Regions from separate parts of the Rattus norvegicus genome. Here region 2 is linked to region 1. Evidence: chromatin contacts called from public Hi-C data. All regions are on one chromosome and are shown on one strand. Each heading gives the region's core, a stretch centred on a gene start, on an enhancer-like site or on the middle of the called end of the contact. The rest is flanking DNA. Distances are from core to core; before and after follow the strand shown.

What was found. A called contact is a pair of places that touch in the nucleus more often than the background predicts.
Region 2: a Hi-C map of mammary epithelial cells shows a contact between it and region 1, with 2.5 times the contacts expected there. The contact joins the promoter of Mtmr10 here to the promoter of Klf13 in region 1. A contact is called at or near these places in 2 of 12 Hi-C or Micro-C datasets (Schwann cells and mammary epithelial cells).

Annotation. Positions count from the first base shown.
Region 1 is chr1:126,946,292-126,950,406 of GRCr8, forward strand. Klf13 (KLF transcription factor 13) reads right to left here and starts at 2,145. Exons shown (of 2, transcript NM_001109147.1): 1 at 1,945-2,145. The coding sequence starts at 2,050.
Region 2 is chr1:127,269,485-127,273,599 of GRCr8, forward strand. It overlaps Mtmr10 (myotubularin related protein 10), which reads left to right and starts at 1,655. Exons shown (of 16, transcript NM_001100846.1): 1 at 1,655-1,725; 2 at 2,217-2,277. The coding sequence starts at 1,666.

The DNA.
Region 1 (4,115 bases), core at 895-3,394:
CCAAGCCTTATCCAAGCCTTGAGGTTTCAGTTCATCTGCTCCTGATAAACTAGCCCAACTAAATACAATTTACTGAACTTAAGAGGTCTTGGTTACCTAGCAACAAATGAGTTGTACCTGGGATGGGGCTGCCACTCCCTAATCTGAGCACAGCTCAATACCTATGAGGTCTCCATAGCAATCCGAGGACGCTCATGGAAGCTGGAGGTTCTTACTGCTGTAGTTAGGTCCTTCAGGGGTGGTCATGGGGATCTGGAGACATGAAAAGCAGCAAAAAACATCTAGGCAACCATGAGCAAAACTGCAGGACTTGACTTGGGGCTGAAGAGAAGGTTCAGTAGTTAAAAACCACTTGCTGCTCTTACCGATGAGGGAGGTTCAGTTCCCAACACTGACAAGGAGGCTCTCAACCGTCTGTAGCTCCAGATCTAGGGGAATCTGAAGCCCTCTTTTGGTCTCCAAAGGTACTGCACTCCTATGGTGAACTTACAGGCAAAATACTTACACGCATTAAAAATTTCTGGACAATTCAGGGCGTGGTGATGCATACCTTTAGTCCTAGCACTCCGAAGCAGAGACAGATTACTGAGTTCAAGGCCAGCCAGGTCTACAAAGGAAGTCCTGGACAGCTACGGCTGGTTACACTCAGAAACCCTGATTTGAAAACACACACACACACAAACCAAAAGCCAAAAAAACTCCTTCAGTACATGAAATTCTGTTTTATCAGGCTACACCCACACACAAAAGGGGGTGATGGAATGGGGGGGGGGGGCTGCACAAACCCTCTTGGATGCTTGAGTCATTTTCTCTTCTGCTCTTCAGAGGTCATCTTGACCAGACAGACCAGAACTAAGGATGAGAATGCATGGTGGTGTGCTGCCCACTTGTACTTCAAGGCCAAGCCTCCTTACTAACAAGCTGTATTATCTTTGTTTACACAATAAGGCATTGCCAAATAGAATGCGTTCCTCAAAGCAAAATGGCACAATGGGTAAGGACACCCATTGCCAAGCCTGGTAAGTCGAGTTTGATTTCTGGAACCCACATGGTAGAGAGAACTGACTCCCCCAGGCTATCCCCTGACCTTCATGTGTATGCTGTGAGACGTGCACTGTGCGTGCACGAGTGCGCGCATGCACACGCATACACACACACACACACACACACACACACACACACACACACGAGTAACTGTAAAAGCAGCTTTTAAAAAATGAAACACCGAGAGGTTTTTAAAGAAGGGTGCTAAAACACACCATCTATGAAGCCAAACCTCACACAACTGGCCAAGGACGGAGACAGCAACACCACTGAGCCTTACAGACAACACGCAGGTCTCGGGCCCTTCCCCACCCCTCAACGCAATGTTAAAAACTCTAGTTGTTTTTTTTTTTTTTTAACACTATGAAATAAAATTCTGAAAAACAAAAGAACGAAAGCCTCAATTCTGCAAACATCCTTGAAGAGGTGACCCTCGGTCATATTAGGAGGATGGCATCTAAGTTACACAGAGGAGGGGTGGGAAGGCATTCAGTGATGGGGACACCAGACAGCCCTCTACTCAGGGGCTAGGCCAGGCCTCTTGCTGAGGACCAGCTGCTGCTCCCTAGTGAAAGCAGGCAGAGCTGGAATGTTTAGACTGAGGGAAGCAAAACCAGCCCTGAATCTGAAATCAGTACAGCAAATCTGGACATTCCTTTGGTGCTGGACTGGGGGCCTGCCACACACGGCAACTGCAGAGAGTTGCCTTCCTGGCAGGTCCACACTGAAAACAGAATAAACAGTCCATAAAACAATCCAGCCCCCTTGACATGCATAAACCACGAGACTGACCCTGCAGGACCATAAGGGGGGAGCCTCAGCGAATAAACTATCTACCAGGTGACCTAGACCAGCAGTACTGGTCAGAAAATGGACGAACCAGCTTCCCTGCTTACTCACCAGGCTCTCTGTTGGGGCAAGGATATATAAAGTGACCGACAGTGAGACAGAGTAGAGACCCTGGCAAACCAGGAGTCCCTGGGAATGTACTGTTGTGTCCACTCATGGGCTGGCCATTCCCACAGGGACATTCCCATCAACAGCCAGGCGTATGGACAGGAGAGCCCGGCCAGGTGCGGCTGACCCAGGCTGCCTGCAAGAAGCAGTCGGAGCTTAATAGCAGACATAATCCTCACTGGCATGGCTGAGGTGTAAAGCTAGTTCACACCCTAGACTCCTCCAGGAAGACTGGCTTTGGGCAGGAAGGTAGGTGGCCCCGGGGGCTCTGGAAGCTCCACTTATGGGCATCTGAGCACTCCAGGAGAAGAGAAGCAGCTCCCCAAAATTTTCCATGGAACTTAATCAGCCTCAAAGCCAATAAATCCTGGTGTGGTGTTTACGTAAGCGCTCCCAGCCTCTGGCCCTCAGCCAGTGCTCCAAAACCTACGCTGTGCCAGCTGTCGGCAGTGGGGTGCCCTCTGTGCTGCCCCCACCCTGCCTCACCAACCTAAAAGAAAAAGTCAATGAATCATAGAAATGTTCCTCCTATAAATGGAATATAAATGTTTATTAAGAAATTACGGGAACCAGGTCAGGCATTTTGCAATCTTAGTCATACTAGCTAATTAAAAAAAAAAAATCAAAATAGAAACCCATCTTAGAAACTTGAGACAATGAAAGCTTCTCTAGCCAAGGAGCGCTTGGAGCCTAGACTCAGCTTGGTTGTCAAGGCAACTCAGTATTTACCTCCAGTTCTGCTGTGTAGGAGGATCCTGACTGGGACCAGGAACAGCCAACCAAGCCACCTCCTCCCCAACACCACACAGGAGAGGTGCCAGGGTGTCCCCAGAGAGCAGAAGGAGGAAGCCACAGCTTCCCTCGGGGATGTGTACTGTCTCCCCAGCATAGACACCTATAGCACAAGGGAGAGGCACCTACATTCTCCTTCCTTCAGCCCCCTGTGCCCCAGTTCCTTGAGGGCTGGAAACCACTGAAGGCAAGTTAGAACCAGCTTGAGTCCAAAGTATAAGGAGGAAAGAAATTAAGGGTGGATGTGCCCAGACTGCACCCTCAGCTGGACAGCCCATGCCCACACTCAGATCCTATCCAGGCTCCTAGTCTGTGGGGAGGCCTGAAGGAGAGCAAATTCCCTCCTGTTCAACTACCGGTCCCCTCTATATCCGGAGACCAGTCCTGTCTGCACAGGCACCTCCAGACACGCTACTCCCTCCTGCTCTGCTCTTGCAGGGCATCAGGCTTTCTAAAGGGTTCAAGTACCACAGGGACAAACGTTCCTGCTGCAGCCTGTATACCTACAGGGCGTCTTACGGCTGACTTCCATCCAAGGGAGCAACTGACCCATGTGCCGGCTGAACGGCTCATATATAATAGTGTACAAAGTACACGCAAAGGCACATATGCACACATGTACATGTGGGCACACATCCATACACACCCACGTAAACTCTTTCTTCCAAGCCAAGCTCCACGAGTAACTGGACAAATGAGTTTGAAACTCTGGATCATAATTCAGGCTAAGAGACAGATGTGGGAGTGAAGGCCTATAATTCTAGCTCTTTGAGAGGCTGGGGCAGGAGAACCCCAAGTTCCAGCAGAGCCTAGGCAACTTAATGACATTACTGATGGAGAAAAACTGCTGGGGCTCAGTGGAAAAAGTACTTGCCTAGCATATATAAAACTGGGGATTCAATCTCTATGGGGACAGGAAAATAAAGACTGAAGTTTCTCAAAAGCTAGAGTGTGAACTTAAGAGTGATACAATTATCCAAAGCATGAAGTCTCTCCATGGGACAGGCCGTACCAGAACCTTGTCTTGCAGGCCTGGCAGTTTAGGAAAACCAGCTTTCTGACTGCTAACATGGCAGAACCGTGCCAGTGCGGGTAACACCCTGACTGTTCTATTTGAGAGAGCCACATCCCTCCACGAAGTCTGGCAGGCACACAGCCTTGACATATGGACATTCTGCAGAGCCCCACGCTCGCACAGAAGACACCATGGGTTGTGTCAGGCCAAGTAGCAAAGGGGGCACTCTAGAAAAGATGACAGCTCAAAGTCCCTTTGTGTCCCAGGTGCTGCCATGGGCTGATAGTCAAAAACAGCAGATCAGAGA
Region 2 (4,115 bases), core at 405-2,904, 320 kb after region 1:
AGCAGTGTTTATTCATGAGTACTTTAATCGAATTTACTTGTCAAAGTAGTCAAGTGTTATAAACAGATTAGTCAGAAAAGATTCAGGGCTTGCTCTGAATCTAGGACAAGCTGGAATATAACACACACACACACACTTAGTGTCATGAGTACACTTGTCTGCATGATGACTGTGCTTTCTGGGCTTACATCAGTTTCCCTTTGACATTCGTGATACAATGTTGAGTTTTAACCATTATTTTTCAACGTATAGGGGCATGGAATACCACTGGCTCCCTCTCACAAAACATTTCTTCAATTCGGAGGCTATTTCAATTCAGAGGCACAATAAATCTAGACACACCCTATACTATGCTGAAGTTGGGCTGCTCTTTTCGACTAAGCAGCAGATTCTCATTTCCACAACCTAGTGTATGAATTGGGGGGGGGGGGGAGAAAGAGAAAGGACATGGCTACTCTCTGGTATGGTGGAGGAGAAAGTTTATTGTAGGTAAAAGGGAGAACATAACCAGAGGCAGAGAAATCCGGCAGAGTCCAGAGCAGGCTTGACCAGGAGCTATGTGAGAACAGGTATAGGAAGGGAGTGAGGACAGCCAGGAAATAGATGCAGCAGCCAAGAGGGCAAGAGATAAAAAAAGGTCAGGTAACCAAAACGGCTGGATTCTATAGGGAAGAGCCTCTAGGGGAAAGGCAGCCCAGTCCCTGGGTTGGAGAGTTCAAGGGTAGAGCGTTGGGCATACTAACCCTAACAGGAAGTCCCATAAAAGGTAGGGACTGAGAGATGTTGAAAGAACCTGGCTGTGTTAAATAGTCACCTGAGGTATTAGTCCCAGGGTTTGAGACTTGAGTGTATAGTCTCCACCAGCGGTGGGGGTCTTCTCTCTCTTGGATTCTGATGACTTAGCTGTTAAATAACATCTTTATATATGAGGATGGAAACGGGGAGGGGGGAGAAGACAACTTGCTTAATATCCCGTTTCACTTAAAGTTTAACGAGAAGAATAAAATCAGTAAACTAAATTGGGGATTCTGGTTTGCTAGCCACTGGCCACTCAGCACAAGTCAAGTCTCAAGCACCTCAAGGAAACCAGTAGTTAGGTGAACAACAAGAACAAGAATAACACACACACACACACACACACACACACACACACACACACACACACACACACACACAAACACACACACCATGCTAGTAGCTCAGGAGGGATGACTAACACTATTTCAGCCATCTCAGATTCCTTGAGGACTGGGGTACTGGGACAGCAGTTACAATGCACACTGCCCACTATGGGCCACTGCAGCTTCGCGTGGGCGGCATGACCCTCGTGAGTCGCAGTAGGACCGTGAAAGCCGCCATGACCCCTGCGGGCCTCCGTAGAAGCGCGTTCTCAAGATGGCCTCTCGGGGGCCCCGTGGCACCCCACTCTAGCGTCGCGCTCCGCGACAGTGCGGCCTAGAGACAACTCCGCGCGCCGCTTCCGGGGATGGGAGTGGCTCTGCCCAGCTCCGCCCATCTCGGGCGGGCACTCCTCTTCATCGGTCCCCGCCCGTCAGTCCGCCCGGTGGGGCGGGCCACAGACCCGGCCTGGGCAGCTGCACCGGGAACGCTGAACCGGGAGGCATCTGGCCGGCCATAGGGCCGGGACGCACAGGCGGTGGCACCATGTTCTCTCTCAAGCCGCCCAGACCCAGCTTCAGGTCCTACCTCCTGCCGCCGCCCCAGGTAAGCGCTCGCGGCTCCGCGGGCTGCTCGGGACTTAGACCGGAGCCAAGCGCGCCTCCGGGCAGCCACGGGCGCAGTAGAAACTTGTAGAGTTCGGCGGCGGCCATTCTCTGGCCGAAGTCCTGCGGTCCCTAGTCTTGCCTTGGGACGAGATCGTAGGGACGGTCCCGAGCTGCATTTCATTCCTTCCTTCGGGGCTGGGCACCGACCCTGCTGTGACTGCCAGATGGTTGCAGCGCTGTGGACACCTCGCAGAGCTTACCTGTCTAGTAGCTGTGAATTCTTGAAAGCGGCTTGGGCTGTTGTAAATATGTTTATTGTGAGGCTCTCAAGTCGATGAGTAGATCTTAAAACGATCTCTATTTGGACTTGAGAGAGTTTTAAGTAGGGGATATATGTCTGTCGCATGTGTCATCACTTAGAAAATTTGCCTTGGTATCTTGTGACAGGGCGGTATTTGGATTTCTCTTTATTTTGTTCCTGTATTTCAGACTGACGATAAGATCAGTTCCGAACCGAAGATTAAAAAACTGGAGCCAGTTCTTTTGCCAGGTAAATTTCAGAATTTGAATGTGTACAGACTGAGATTGTACGTTATAGTATTATGTAGTTATCTTTCCCTTTCTATTATTTTTAACTTTCTCCAGTTAAAAAACTTAAGTGAGTAGAGAAGGAGTTGGCTAGACATAATTGATGTTTGTCTCGGAAAGTTTAAAGTACAATAGAAGACTTTCAAGAGCGTGACCATCTTATTTCTTTTCTGTCTTCTGAAATGTTAGCTTTGAAAGAAGCATCTACTTGAGTCGTGAAAATTCTTTTGCTCTACATATGTGCTGCCACCTAATGAAATCGTGATTAATAATCAAATCATCATCTTAATGTGTTATGATAGTATGAAAAGCATGATTGTGTCTCTAAGGTAATTGACTTACTCTGTAATTGGTTTGTGAAGTTGTCAGCTGTCTGCAAATTTGCTTGTTTCAGTTTAGAACTTTGTTTCCCAGTAGGGACACTATTGACCTTTCAGGCTGGGCAATTCTTTGTTGTGTGAGGAGCTGTCCTGAGCTGACAGCCACCCCTACATCCTTGGTCTCTATCTGTTCCATGACAGTAGTACCCCGTCTTCTGCTAACTAGCTGTCATGTCCTAGGTACAACCAGAATGTCTCCAGGCATTGCTCTCTCTCTCTCTCTCTCTCTCTCTCTCTCTCTCTCTCTCTCTCTCTCTGTGTGTGTGTGTGTGTGTGTGTGTGTGTGTGTGTGCCTCTTAGGGTCATTCTCAGGTTGGAAATCACTTGTTAAGAACACATTTACCTTAGAGACCTTACAAATAGAAGTTGGGATTCATAGTAAACCATTTTACAATGTGGAAAAACTATTATTTGGTTACTATTTTTGAATTGTGTAGCAATTACACAATAACTAAAGAAAAATCAGTTTTTTAATAAGGTTACTGGGGCAAATAGCCAGACATTCAGGGAGGGCTATCTATCTTAAGCTTAAATTGTGATCAATACCAGTTTTCTATGTCAGAAAAAAGAAATCTCAAAACCATTACTTAAATAAGAGAGTTAAGACTTCATTGATAGTAACAACAAATGTGGAAACTTAAAATGTGTAGTAAATAGAGATGATTAAAGTGTCAGCCTTTGGTTCCGTACGGTAGATGCCAATTCTTAAAAGTTCTTTTAGACTACGAGAGTTATATTTTTTCTGGCCTTTGTTGGTCTTTCTCTCGGCATTGACTAACGAACCCTTTCTGCCGTTCTGAGAGTGAGCTGAAGCAGTACTGAGTAACCCTTGCCCTGTGCAGGCCCCATGTTGGTATTCGCCACTGTAGGCATTTTAGAGACATCCAGGGAAGCAGTATGTGTGCTGACTGAGGCCTGGGAGCCGATGAACTCTGCCTTTCCTTTGAACTGGCCTGCTTCTTAGACAGCCAGTCCCCTCCTCAGCAAGTCTGTGCTGTGACACTAAAAAAACAATATAGTCTTAGCTATACTCATCTTCTGTTATTTTTTAAAACTAGCTTTTAAACTTAAGCTATGCTTAGGAAAAGTGTGAGTATGAATATGGTTGAAGAATTTTCTTAGTGAAGAATTAGTCTTTGAAATTACTAAAAAAAAACAAAACAAAACATAATAATACCATTTCTGGGGAAGGTTTCAACCCCAGTTTCTGACTGTGAGTAGTAAACTTTTCTTAGATATAAGTATTAATTTTTCTTTCATGAAAGCTCATGTTACATTTAAACTATACGTGCATGAATGGTAACACTGATTGATGTCCAGTTTTTCTTTGCTCCTTGTTTATCCCTACAGAAGACTGAGCTGATCCTGACTATAAAGGCTTGCCCCTTGCCTAACCTCTGCTGTTCTTACCATCTTGTAC